Regions from separate parts of the Mus musculus genome. Here region 1 is linked to region 2. The links are chromatin contacts, called in public Hi-C maps. All regions are on one chromosome and are shown on one strand. Each heading gives the region's core, a stretch centred on a gene start, on an enhancer-like site or on the middle of the called end of the contact. The rest is flanking DNA. Distances are from core to core; before and after follow the strand shown. Region 1 overlaps Ptprd (protein tyrosine phosphatase, receptor type, D). Region 2 overlaps Ptprd (protein tyrosine phosphatase, receptor type, D).

What was found. Hi-C and Micro-C count contacts between places; a contact is called where the count stands out from the background.
Region 1: a contact with region 2 is called in a Hi-C map of liver, with 3 times the contacts expected there. The contact joins two enhancer-like sites. A contact is called at or near these places in 22 of 484 Hi-C or Micro-C datasets (cerebellar granule neurons, cerebellum, cerebral cortex and 14 more), 7 of 115 datasets of contacts at active chromatin or transcription factors (SST interneurons, VIP interneurons, craniofacial prominence and 4 more) and 1 of 9 other capture datasets (embryonic stem cells).

The regions. Positions count from the first base shown.
Region 1 is chr4:76,940,133-76,945,875 of GRCm38.p6, forward strand. The region is part of intron 8 of Ptprd (protein tyrosine phosphatase, receptor type, D); the gene reads right to left. Among named protein-coding and RNA genes, the nearest start is that of Gm42302, 150 kb to the left of the region's middle. Within about 2 kb of position 1,434, at least 4 of the 459 cell types and tissues checked have an H3K27ac peak or open chromatin away from gene starts, as enhancers often do. A contact at or near this core is called in liver, where this site is marked.
Region 2 is chr4:76,436,729-76,442,989 of GRCm38.p6, forward strand. The region is part of intron 10 of Ptprd (protein tyrosine phosphatase, receptor type, D); the gene reads right to left. Among named protein-coding and RNA genes, the nearest start is that of Gm42303, 11 kb to the right of the region's middle. Within about 2 kb of position 4,478, at least 22 of the 459 cell types and tissues checked have an H3K27ac peak or open chromatin away from gene starts, as enhancers often do. A contact at or near this core is called in liver, where this site is marked.

The DNA.
Region 1 (5,743 bases), core at 184-2,683, 500 kb after region 2:
TGTGAAGAAGAATATGCTATTTTATGACTCTTGAAAATGTTATCTTCTAATTGTACTTAGCATGCATATACTAAATGTCTCCAATCCAGCAATGCTGAAGGAGCAGTGAACCAGAAATATTCTCAGCCGATGGTCTTCTTCGTATGCAATGTACTCTGAAGTACAGGAGTCTTAGTGGGTCTCTTATTGTAATAAATACCATGATCAAAAGCAATTGTAGAGGAAAGGCTCTCTTTGAGCTTACAGTTTATATTCCACTGTGAATGGGCATTAGAGAAGGAACAGAGGAAGCAACCTAGAGGTAGAAACTAAAAGTTACAGCCCAAGCCATGGAGGAATACTGTTTACTGTCTTACTCCTCATGGCTTGCTCAGTCTACCATTTTTTTTTTTCAATTTAGGCAACTTGCCCAGGGGTATCTACACCATGACTGAGCTGGGCCCTCCCACATCAATAATCAATGACAGAATAATCATGCCCCATAGACATGGCAGGGAGCAATCTGATGCAGGCATTTTGTTGTTGTTCCTTCACTGAGGTTTCTCTTCATAGTCAACTCTTAGTTTGTGTCAAAAACAACAAAATAGAACAAAGCAAAACAAAACAAAACAATACAGGACAGTGGATGTGCAATCTCATGAAGAGGGAACACATGGGACAGTACCAAATATCTGTTAGGACTAAAAAGTTATGAATTAAATAGAATTGGGTTCAGCAGGAAAGCTATGAGATATCAGGGGAAATCATTTTGGTTCTTTACTAATAGGAATTAATCACACAGAACAAACACAATCTCTTTTAGAAACTCAAAGTAGCAAAAAAATGTAGTTAGAATAAATGTTAAATTTACTAATGAATAAATGATTATTTTAAGCTTGTAGGTGGCTAGATAAGAAATACAGTGCATTAAAAAAAATCTTCCTAATCATGAGAGCAAATCACTAATTAAAAAAATGGTGATATTAGAAACAGTGTTTGAGACTAAATAATTATTACCTTCTAGCAGTGTAGAGGCCACAAGCTGCATTCTATACAAGACAAACTCAGATGACATGTGCAGGCTTTTCTTAATGGATAATAAAAGACTTTAAAAGAAATATTAAACATGCTTTGCCAATTTTTTCAAACAGAAAAAAATTCTTAACCCTATGAGAATAAATATAAATAGGGCTTTTGTCTCTCTACCAGGCATAATTAGTCCCTTGATGTGATTCATTTAACCTCTGCCTATGGCCTTAGCTGGCCTGAGACAAGGGCTACTTCCCATAAAAACCAATGCCAGGAAATCTCAGTTCAGTTGCTGCTTGATATGAATGAATTTTCACTAGAAATCCTAGGTACCCAGTTCCTTACCTGTAGGCATACACTCATACACAGCACCCAGTTGAGAATGGTGCATGTCTTCTGTTCTATGAAATGATGCCTCATACCAGTTTAGACTCTGCTTATTTGTGTTTGAGTACAGCCTGACTTTGATCTGGTTGTTGTTGGTGGTGGTGGTGGTGGTGCTGTTGCTGCTGTTGCTGCTGCTGCGGTTTTGCTTTGTTTGTTCATTTCTTTTCATGAGAAATAGCTTCACAAGAAATAGTTCAACTATGCAAAAGGCCAAAACTATCATCACCAAACAAGTTGTGACTTATAAGACGACTCGAGAAGTAGGATGTACAAAGCTCATGAAAGGAGATGCTGTCCCAGCTTTCAGCCAAAGCCAACTAAGAACTACAAGCAGCTATTGATTTTCCAGACAGAAAAGTGGTTAATGAGTAAGCTATTTCAGCACATTTTGCATCATATAGCAGGACTTCGTAATAACTGGAGGTCAAAGTGCCATGTCCACAAATCTAACAGAAACATATTTTCTTGTTAATAATAGCTTGCATGTAGAGATACACCCTTTATTAAAATTTCCAGTATTTAGTTTAGTAATTTTGGTTTAAAATTGTTATGTAATGCATTTACTCTGTCCTCTGCACAGGTCAGAGTTTGCTGCAATGGATCTGAATTAAGCTGATTAAAATAGGCGCGGGCTGTGAAGCATGGCAGCAAAGGCTCACATCCAGGTGGAGGCACACATCAGGCCTGGGCCTTGGCTGCTTATTTTGATTTAAAGGTCATTCACTCACAGACTCTTTTTTTTTTAATCTTTGCAATACTTTATTTTAAGGTTGCTTCCCTGGGAGATAGAGATTAATTATGAGAGTTTTAATTGTTAGATTCACCCTCAAGACAGAACACTGTATGCTTTTGAGGTATGCCATCTATATAAAACCTCAGGCAATACCTCTGTGTAATATCATTAGGTATTGTTAGTGTTCAGCTTCACACTCTTCAATGAAGCAGACAATTGTAGAACCACCCTCATATGAACATTGCATGGGTCAGTAAATACAAACTCTCAAATAGAACATATTCAAGAGTCATCTCAGTGGTGCCTCTGGAATATATAATAACTTCCTTACACAAGGTCACTATTTTCATGACAGCAAAACAATTTATTAAAGTGAAAATTTAGATGAAAGTACAACAAGTCAATGTAATTGAATCCTGAATTGAAGAACGCTGATTGAAGCTACACTCTGGAAGCTCTTTGTGTACAGTGACAGTGTTTTCTGACTCCTCCTAATCTACCTTAGCAAGTTCCTTTGCTAAGAAGCCGCTTGGTCCTCCTGGATTTACAGAGCAACTGAAATCAGACTGAACCTTGCATCTCTGAGTGTACTTTGCATGTTTCCCCTTCGCACTGCTTTTCATTTTCATGAAGGCATGTTGACTATAAAGGAGTATTTGCTTAGAAACTGACTATAATTAACTTATTTTATTTCCCTTCAAAATCAGAAGTGCAAAGATAATAGTAATGGAGGCATCTTAGTGTTACCTTTTTTAATAGTGACCTTCCAGATCAGCCAAAAGGCACATAAAAGCCTCCAGTTGTTGTTGCTGCTGCTGCTATTGTTTCTTGAAAATTTAGTTGCTCTGAATTCTAAGAAGAACAATTATCCATAATGGTGAGCCTATACTCTGAAGCAGAGGTGATCATCTTTTGGGAAGTAGATCACTCTCAATCAATGAGGACTTCTTACAGTCACCTTATAGAACCAGAACTGAGATCAAACTACAATAAACTAAACAGGGCTATGAGTAGGGGTGCTCAATTATGCAAGTTTTTTGATGTTTGCCATGATGTTTCTATTAAAACACAAAGCTCATATGGAAAGTTGAACTTGGCATCATAGGGGCCCTTTGTTCTTCTTCTGAATATACAAATTGACCAAATTTGTTTTCTGTGCTCTTCAGCATCTTATATCACTTCAACTGTTGTATTGCGTGAGTGGCTGAACAACCTGCTTGGGCCTTCAAGACCAGAACATTGGCCCTTCAACTCATGGCCAGAAGACAATTTACCAGAGAACAATCTTAAATGTATCATGTATGTTTTCACTATAATCTCTTGAGGTGTCTAAGGGATTCCATTCAGCATTCTAGTAACACCACATTCATAGAGATTTGTGTTTTTAATTTTGGGAATTGATCCTATGGCCTTGTACAACCCATCATCCAACCACTGAGCTCAGATAGGGAGAGTTCCTAATAGGAAACACACACACACACACACACACACACACACACACACACACACACACACACATGTTTTTAGATATTCAAGGAAGATTACTGTGTGGCTATCTCAGAAAACTAAGTAAATAACATGGAATATTTGGATTTATATATCTCTGTAAATTTAACCTTAAGGAGAAAAAATTTTTATAAAAGCAACTGAAAATTAATTGAGAGGAATATACAAAAACTTTACATAGCTATTTCTATAATCATTATAAAGACTGATGCCATTACATAAGTCTGTGCTGTAATTATAGGCACTGATTAATTATTGAGGCCTATTTCCAAAGCCTGAGAAGATGGATGACTTTGTAAAGTTACAATAGACCTGATGGAAAAATCAAAGGTAATATGCCGAGTCATTTTCTATATCTAGAAAAATACAACTGAGGTCCATTGCACCGTATATAGAAAAGAAGGCGCACTAAACCAAACAACTACATCCATCCTCATCTATTTATACCACTCTGAGGTTCTTTAGATTTGCGGCTGATGATCTCACACTTGTAAGCCGTCCCAGAGGACGCAAAGAATGAAACCCCCATGTCTTGAGTGTTACTGTTGCCATCGTTGTCTCCCCACTTGCCTGGCATGTGCTGTTCTACCAGTCCAGCAGCAGCAGCAATTCCTAGGTGTGCTCTGATCGCAGCAAAGGTCACTTGACCCAACTCTATGCTTGGGTGTCAGAATGTGTACTAGAATCCACTTTGTTGATGAAAGCACAGCACATCTGAATAATGAAGCTAGAAAGGTAAAGAGGTGGCTGAGTTTGTTCAGGCATTTACTCAATATTGTCAATCAATAGCACATTTGAAACCGGGGTTAGTATCTGTAGAACTGAAGCTTCCATTACATGGAGAGAGCCGCATCCCATTCTGCTCCTTTCTTTGGATGATCTTGGTATTTTTAAAAAGCCATTCAGGTAGTTGCCACATCTCTGCCTCTGAATGTTGTGACGAGAAAATAGTTTTGTACTTTAAAATAAATGTCTTGGCTTTTCTCCAGCATTTATTTTCCATAAATGCTGATGCATTTATCTTACAGCGGGAGACCATTATCCAGTCACAATGCCCAATTCCTTTGACATTATCTCTTAAGTAAAACAGTAGCGTTAAGAAAAGGGGACATGTTGATTGAAAGGCTTGGTGTGTGTGCTGCGTGTGCGAACAAACACTGTGGGTGAAAATCACCCTTTAATCATCACAGGAAGTGGAAAACACATCCCCCCCCCTTTTTTTTCTTTTTTTCTTTTCAGCCCACTGTGTTAATGGGGTTTGGGGACAGGGGTTAGGCTAAAGCCATTTAGAAAATACAGAGTCTAGCATTTTCCTCAGTGAATGGCATGCCTACTCTCTTTCTCATAGCCAAGTCTCTCACAGTATTTGGTAACTTGCATGGCTTCTCTTGAACATTTTGCTTTGGCCTGCCTCAGGTTTTCTGTGAAGACCTTTGCTAACTCTAGCAAAGCTGTTCTTTATGCGGCCATCACTCTAAAGCATGACAACTTGTGTTATTTTTCTCTTTTCTGAGGTCAGTGAGGATTTTTTTTCTTCCTTAATTTTAGCAAGATCGGGAAACTGATGGGTATCATGTCTGATTTCACTGGTGACTAAGTGGACAGCCTCATGATCAGAGTTGCTGTCTTTATTTTGTTATCACTTGTGCTAGACAACATGGCAGTGACCCCAAGAACTGAGGGATTTCAGCCCTAAAATAAATAGGTCACTATGGATGGGAAGGCATTTAAGGAAAGAAGGAAGGAAGGAAGGAAGGAAGGAAGGAAGGAAGGAAGGAAGGAAGGAAGGAAAGAAAGAAAGAAAGAAAGAAAGAAAGAAAGAAAGACAGAAAGAAAGAAAGACAGAAAGAAAGAAACTTTTCTGTGGCTTCTGCACATGCAAATATGATCAGATGATTTTTTTTTCTGTCCCTAATATCTGAAGCTCAGAATCCCTTGCTGTCTGTTGAGTGTTTTCTCACCTCCCTTATATAAAATGGAAGGCATGGACTAGGAACATACACCGCATTGAGCTAAACTCTACCAGCTTCTTCCTTTTTGGGAAAGTGATGTCTCTGGTATCCTGCATTTGGTATATAGATGGTGAGTTGGCAATAGACTTCTATTTCC
Region 2 (6,261 bases), core at 3,228-5,727:
TTTACTTTATTACACTGCAACCGTGAAAGGATCAAATGGTGTTTCAGAAGTCAAGTGGACCAGTGTTATCCAACAGGGCTTCGTGAAACAATGGAAACCTCTGCGCCAGAGCTCCTCTACATGGTCACTAGCTATGCGTGGGGTTTGGCCACTTGAAATGTAGCTAGCACAACTGAGCTCTTAATTACATTTAAATTTAATTAAGTAATAAGGAAACTTGGCTTCTTAAATTAGATAATTAGGAACAAGAAGATCTGTCTGCTGTTGCTTCCCATGAGTACCGATGAGAAGACGCTAGACTCTGGCAGATTCCTCCCAAGGCTGCAGTGCATGGGCCGGGGCTCTATGGCTGTCAGAACAACCGGGATTGTGTTAATAAGGAGACGACTAGTCTGGAGCTCCAGGGAGTCAACTGGGGAATCTTGAGGTTTTGGCATCTTAGGTCCTTAGCAAAAATGTGTGAAATTTAGTTTAATGTTCTTTTTTATAATGTTTAGAAAATTTCCTATTTAGTATCTGAGAAATGACCCTTACCATGACAAAACCCCAATATGTTGCCCCCAGGGCTCTTAGTCTTTACCTGCACTTATAGGGATATGTGTGATGCTTCACTTTAGAGCATAAATATTCTAAATGGGGGCAGAGAAACATGCTTAGGAGGCCACTTATTTCTGGTCTTCTTCCCATAAGAAACACCACATTGGTATGGGTATATAGATGAAAGACAGCCTCTGCTTGCTACATTGTTTTTCTTCAAGTTAATGGCCAAGAACAGGAACATTACAACTTAAAAGCCCTACTGCACTTCTCTGTGTCTAAAGAAGATTTTGAAATGTTTCCCCAGTCAACAAAGGTAGCAGATCTTACCACATTTGACTGAAGAAATGCTAATCACGGGAGCATTACTTTTAAGTAATGTACTTTTAAAAATGTTTGGAAGCCATCTACTCTTCACTGTTTGTTTTTAAAATTATGAACTGACTAGTATGTACACTAGTATACTTCTTAAAGTGCCCTATCATTTTACAAATGTTATGAACATAAAATAGCATTCAATGTGAGTCCAAGAAGATGCATATTTTAAACATTTCTCATAGAAACTAACCATCTGTACAATAAGCCACTGTCTATTCTACCAAAGTGATTTATTAAAGATAATGAAGCGTATGATTTAATAGCTGCCACAAATCCTTTTTCAAATAGAATGGGCATAAATAATACAAAAAGATAGTCCAATAATAGGCAAGTCCTAACCTAAGATCTATGCTATATACTGGGTCACAGGAAGCCACATGTGCTCAGTTAACTGTGGAAGAAGTGAAAGCGAAGAGTGGCTATGTATATAGCAAAGATCAGGCTCCCCATTTCTTACTTTATGAATCACCACGATCGTGATTTAGCAAAACCCTTTTCCCCAACAGACAGCACAGAGATCTCCAATTGGAGGTTAGGATGAAGCAACTCAAGTTTTACAAAACTCTGTTAGTGCAAACCACAATGGGCAGTGTTTCCCTCACCCTGACAACCGCTTAGCATCTTGCACACTGCTGTGGGCAATTCATTAGAAGATGAATTCTCAATAGGAGCGCAACAGAGTTTAAGAATTAAATAAGATCTCAGAAATCTCTGCCATGTTCATGCATATCTGCACCCTCCCATGAGACCCAATTCCAACCTATGTCATCTATTACCCACAATTTTGAAAAGTATGCATGGCCAGATGTCAAAAGCTATTGCTTTTAGCAATAGCAATAACATTCTATTCATTATTAATGTTTTAAATGTATAACACCGAAGTTGCATACATTATTTGACTCTAACATCCAGTCATCACTTCCTATTTGCAAATTAGCTATCTCCGGTAGCAGGCCTGTCTTCCCACATCCTTATGGAATCAGTGTGGCAAATTTCTAACAAGAGGAAATACAAGCCGTCTCACATGCCAGCTGTTTGGCGTGAACAGACTGTCTGGCTCTGCCTTACAGTCATGACATGGCCATTCACTAATAAGCTGGAGCATCTAGCCTGTTTGCCATACTACCCAGCCAGTCCATCTCAAATAAGACTGATGCTACAAATCCTAGTGTTCAAGAAACACCAAGCTTGAGAAAATGTCCGTGGTTCAAGATAAACAAGGGGCCTATGTGTGAGGCCTATGCATTCCTACTGCCCTTGCTCTTGGAAGCCTGGCTTGCCAGAACTGAGATCATTTTATTAGATGCCATTAGTCTCTGTTAGGACGGTCATTTGAATAACAACAGATTGGCAAGTATAAAACCAAGGCACCTGTTGTATATTTGGCAGCCTGGATGAAGCCCCTTAAAATGAAAACAAATAAGAGCTATAACCATGCCAAGCGATGGCTTTTGGTTCAATAATGACCATGTGTCAGAATTAAGTGCATCTGGGAATTCTTACCACAGCCAGATGTAAAGGCAGATTTGTCTTGTCTAGTGGCATATGACTGGATACACACAGTCTACTCAGATTTGGCTTTGTCGTGGTTTAGTAACCAACTAGGTAAGTGGAACCTTTTCAAACAAAATAAATTAAATATTGCAAAGGAGTCAACAATATGCTCATAAACTGGAGACCCTAAACATGTAATATTTGGACCGTGAACTAACTCATCTCTGATTTTTCTGTATGCCTTGGAAAATGAATGAGAGAGCATTCAAGTGGGAACAGAGACTGTTCAAGATTATAGAAAAGTCCCAAAGGGACACTGGGAACTGCAAAGACTTTGGCAAAGCTATAATATGTGTCTTTCGAGATGAGTAAGGGGAAAGAGGAAATGACTGTGGATGGTAAGGGAGCAAGACAAAAGGGTTTGAAAGGACACCAAGAATCAGGTGGCTTTGTTTAAGTATTTTTTCAAGGTTTGCAAACAGGGGTAACAGAAGCCAAATTCAAGTATGTTCTAGATAATAATGAAAGTTCAATCCAAATCAGCTTAGACAACTGTTGCTTGAAATCAGGGATTGCATACTTTCATTATAAGAATTATTTTTAAACATCACTTATTAACTACAAAAATTAAGTGTAGTGACACTTCCCTTAATTCTAGCACTCAAGAGGTACAGGCGGGAGGCTCAAGAGGTCAACGCCATCCTCAGCTGCTGAGCCAGTTAAAAACCAGCCTGGGATACAGGAGAGCCTGTCTCAAACAACAACAAAGGTGCTACATAACTGTGGGGGAAAAAAATCTCAGCACATGTTACCCACACAAGGTGATAGTTTCTGAATATCAATACAAGCATTTTCTTGGGGTTTGTTAAAGGTCAAGCTGACTACAGAACCAAAAAGCAAAGGTAGTCAAAGGCACATAAGAAGCTGCAGCTCAAGCAAAGAAAGGATGCTGGACTGTGCAGACAGAAGAAGTCTAGAAAGAGGCTAGTACTTATTCCAGTACCACCAAGATAAACAGAGAAGATTCAAGAGAAAATAGTCTAAATTATGGACTTTAAAATCAAATGCTAAACTCAGTTTTTCTTCTAAACTTTTTTTTATTTGTTAAAAAAAATTTCATCAGTTTCAGGTTGCACCTGGAAAACAAAGTCATACTCACATATATTTAGGCCACCATTGCTTAAAAGTAGTAACTAAGCAAGCATATGAGATTTGTTAAATTTGCTACTCTCAATTTCTAAGTATTTTTTAAGTATTTTTATGTAAAGACGTTTATTACGAACCAAAATGTGGATACGTTCTCAGCACAAAGAAAATAGTGCTGCCCCATCCTTCCTAGAGGTTATGGTTAATAGATTAATTTATAGAAAAGTTTGTGGCTAAATAACCCAGTGTTTGCATTGTGAGAAACATTTTGGAAACTTGGACCCAAAGGACTTAAATGTTAAGACACAAAAAAGCTCATAAAAGAAGAAAAGCATTCTCCATGTGACTTTATGTACCATGTCTGATTTAAAACTTCAGGGTGCCCTGCTGTCAAGAAAACAAATAATTATCCAAAGCATCACACAAATATACCATCCTGAATTTTATTCTTTAGAAAACCATAATTAGTCAGAAATAGTTATCTGAAACATTATTCCACTCCCTACCCCAAAACAGTCCCTAATAAGCTCCTATAAAATAGGTTAAATGGAGAAAAAAAATAATCAACTTGCCCATCTGTTATTGATAATAAAATTATCAAGAGAGCAGTAAATGCAAATATTTTAGAAGCCATTCTAACGGACGAAAGTTCCCAGATAACCGTGCAGTAGGCTGGCTGCCAGCAAGCAGAGCAGGTATGCGCCACCCCCTTGGCAGAGCTCCACCTCTTTGAAGGGAGGCTGCTCTTTGGAGATTCCTGCTTGATTTATACTTCGCTTTATAAAAATGCTTTTGATTCCTAGTGGGTAGTATGAAAGTGCCAGGTTTTATTACTTTAAAATCATTTTTGGTACAGATCCTTCACCTAACCATATCCAGGACTGAGTCCAACTCTCGTCACTGCCTTGGAAACCCCACATAGCAGAGCTGGAAAGCAACAACAGCCAAAGGTCAACTGCCCAAACCCCTGTAGGGAAGAGTGTTTCTCAGTAGAATAAGGAAGAGACTCTTCAGAATGGGCAGAGAGACCCTACAGATGCTTATATTTTTCATAAATGTGTGCCAAAGAAACTGAACTTGCTTGCCATGTGTGAGATATATTTTTTAACTTTTGTTTTTTGTTCTGTTTTGTTCTTTTGTTTTTTTGTTTTGATTTTTGATTTTTTTTTGTTTTTTTGGTTTTCTTTTTTTTTTGTACACAAGAAAGAGGAGCTTAAGTGTGAAACAGATAGTTTAGTTGCTTACACTGCCTGACATAATTCTGGCCCTCATAATACCTTGAGCTCTCAATCTTGAGCTCAGTCCTAAACAGTTTTTCTTCCTCTGAAACTGTAACATAGAAATACTAATTAATGAGCATTTAATATACATAATATTAGTTTAGGGATTAGATGTAATACTGAAAGGAAGGAACCAAACAGAATGTCTAGCACCGCAGTAAGTACTCAGTACATTTTATCAACTACCACTAACAGCAACTACCACTAACATGACCACGAAAACACGGTGATCACTATCATTAGTGATCAATATCAACAATACTAATGGAAGTTTTCTCCAAAGAGGAATGCTGAATTCTTTCTCAAGAGTCCCAAGTTTTTTCAAGGGACTCAGCCTAGGGCATCCACATAACTTAGGCTGCCACTAAGCTATATCTCCTGTACCTCCAGCTTATCATCATAGGCATATATTTACAGTGGTTCTCAACCTCCCTAATTCTGTGACCGTTGAATACAGTTCCTCATGTTGTGGTGCCCCTCCCCATTACAAAATTATTTAATCACTGTAATTCTGCTACTATAATGAATGTTCATGTAAATATCCAATATATATGGTAATCTGATACGGGACCTTTATGGGGGTTGCAACCCAGAGACTGAGCACCTTTGGCTTATGATGAATTTATTCTTTACATTCATGATTTAAATTAAATACAACTCAAATTCAAATCCTTAGTTCCATTCAATCCAAAGAAAAAGACAGAGTAAGTGAGTTGGGCATTAGTTGGTTAGACAACACTTAGAAAGACTTCAATGATCACAAATTGATACAATAGACATAGAGGAAAGAGGGATTCTTGGAATCATATCTGAGAAGCAGAAAATCCCACGGCAGACACTCCCAAGATAGTTCAGGATCTGCTCTTGCTCAAAAACAGGTCACCTTGGGGCTCTGAGTGAGAAAGCTGGCAGGACATGCAAATTACAGTCAGCCTGCAGAGGACTGTGTCAGCTGTTGATGGGGAGTTTGCTCTTGATTGTATAGACAAGGGGAAAAGAAAATGCCACATTTCAGAAAAGAAGAGAGAGAAAACACTAAGACAACATGGAAAGCTATTTATGGGCTGCAGAACATCCAAGCACATGGTAAAGTCAGAAAGGGAAAGGAAGCCATACAATAAAGAAATTCCAGGAATAGAACTACAGAACTGGATAACAAGAAGGGAAGAAGATAGGTGCAAAGGATGACACCAAATTTCCTTCCGGAGGGCTAAATCAGATGAGGTGTGGTGTGAAGGAAAATGACTACAAATACTGTATGGGAGATATTATTTAGAGTTTATTATTCAGAGCTCGTGATTCAGGAAAGCCTTTTATTGACAACGATCCGTCCAGCTGATAGAAATTTAGGATAGGTACTTGAGGAGTGCTATGAAATCTACTTTCAGGGTAATCTATGCAGAAACTGTTGGTTCTATGCTAACTT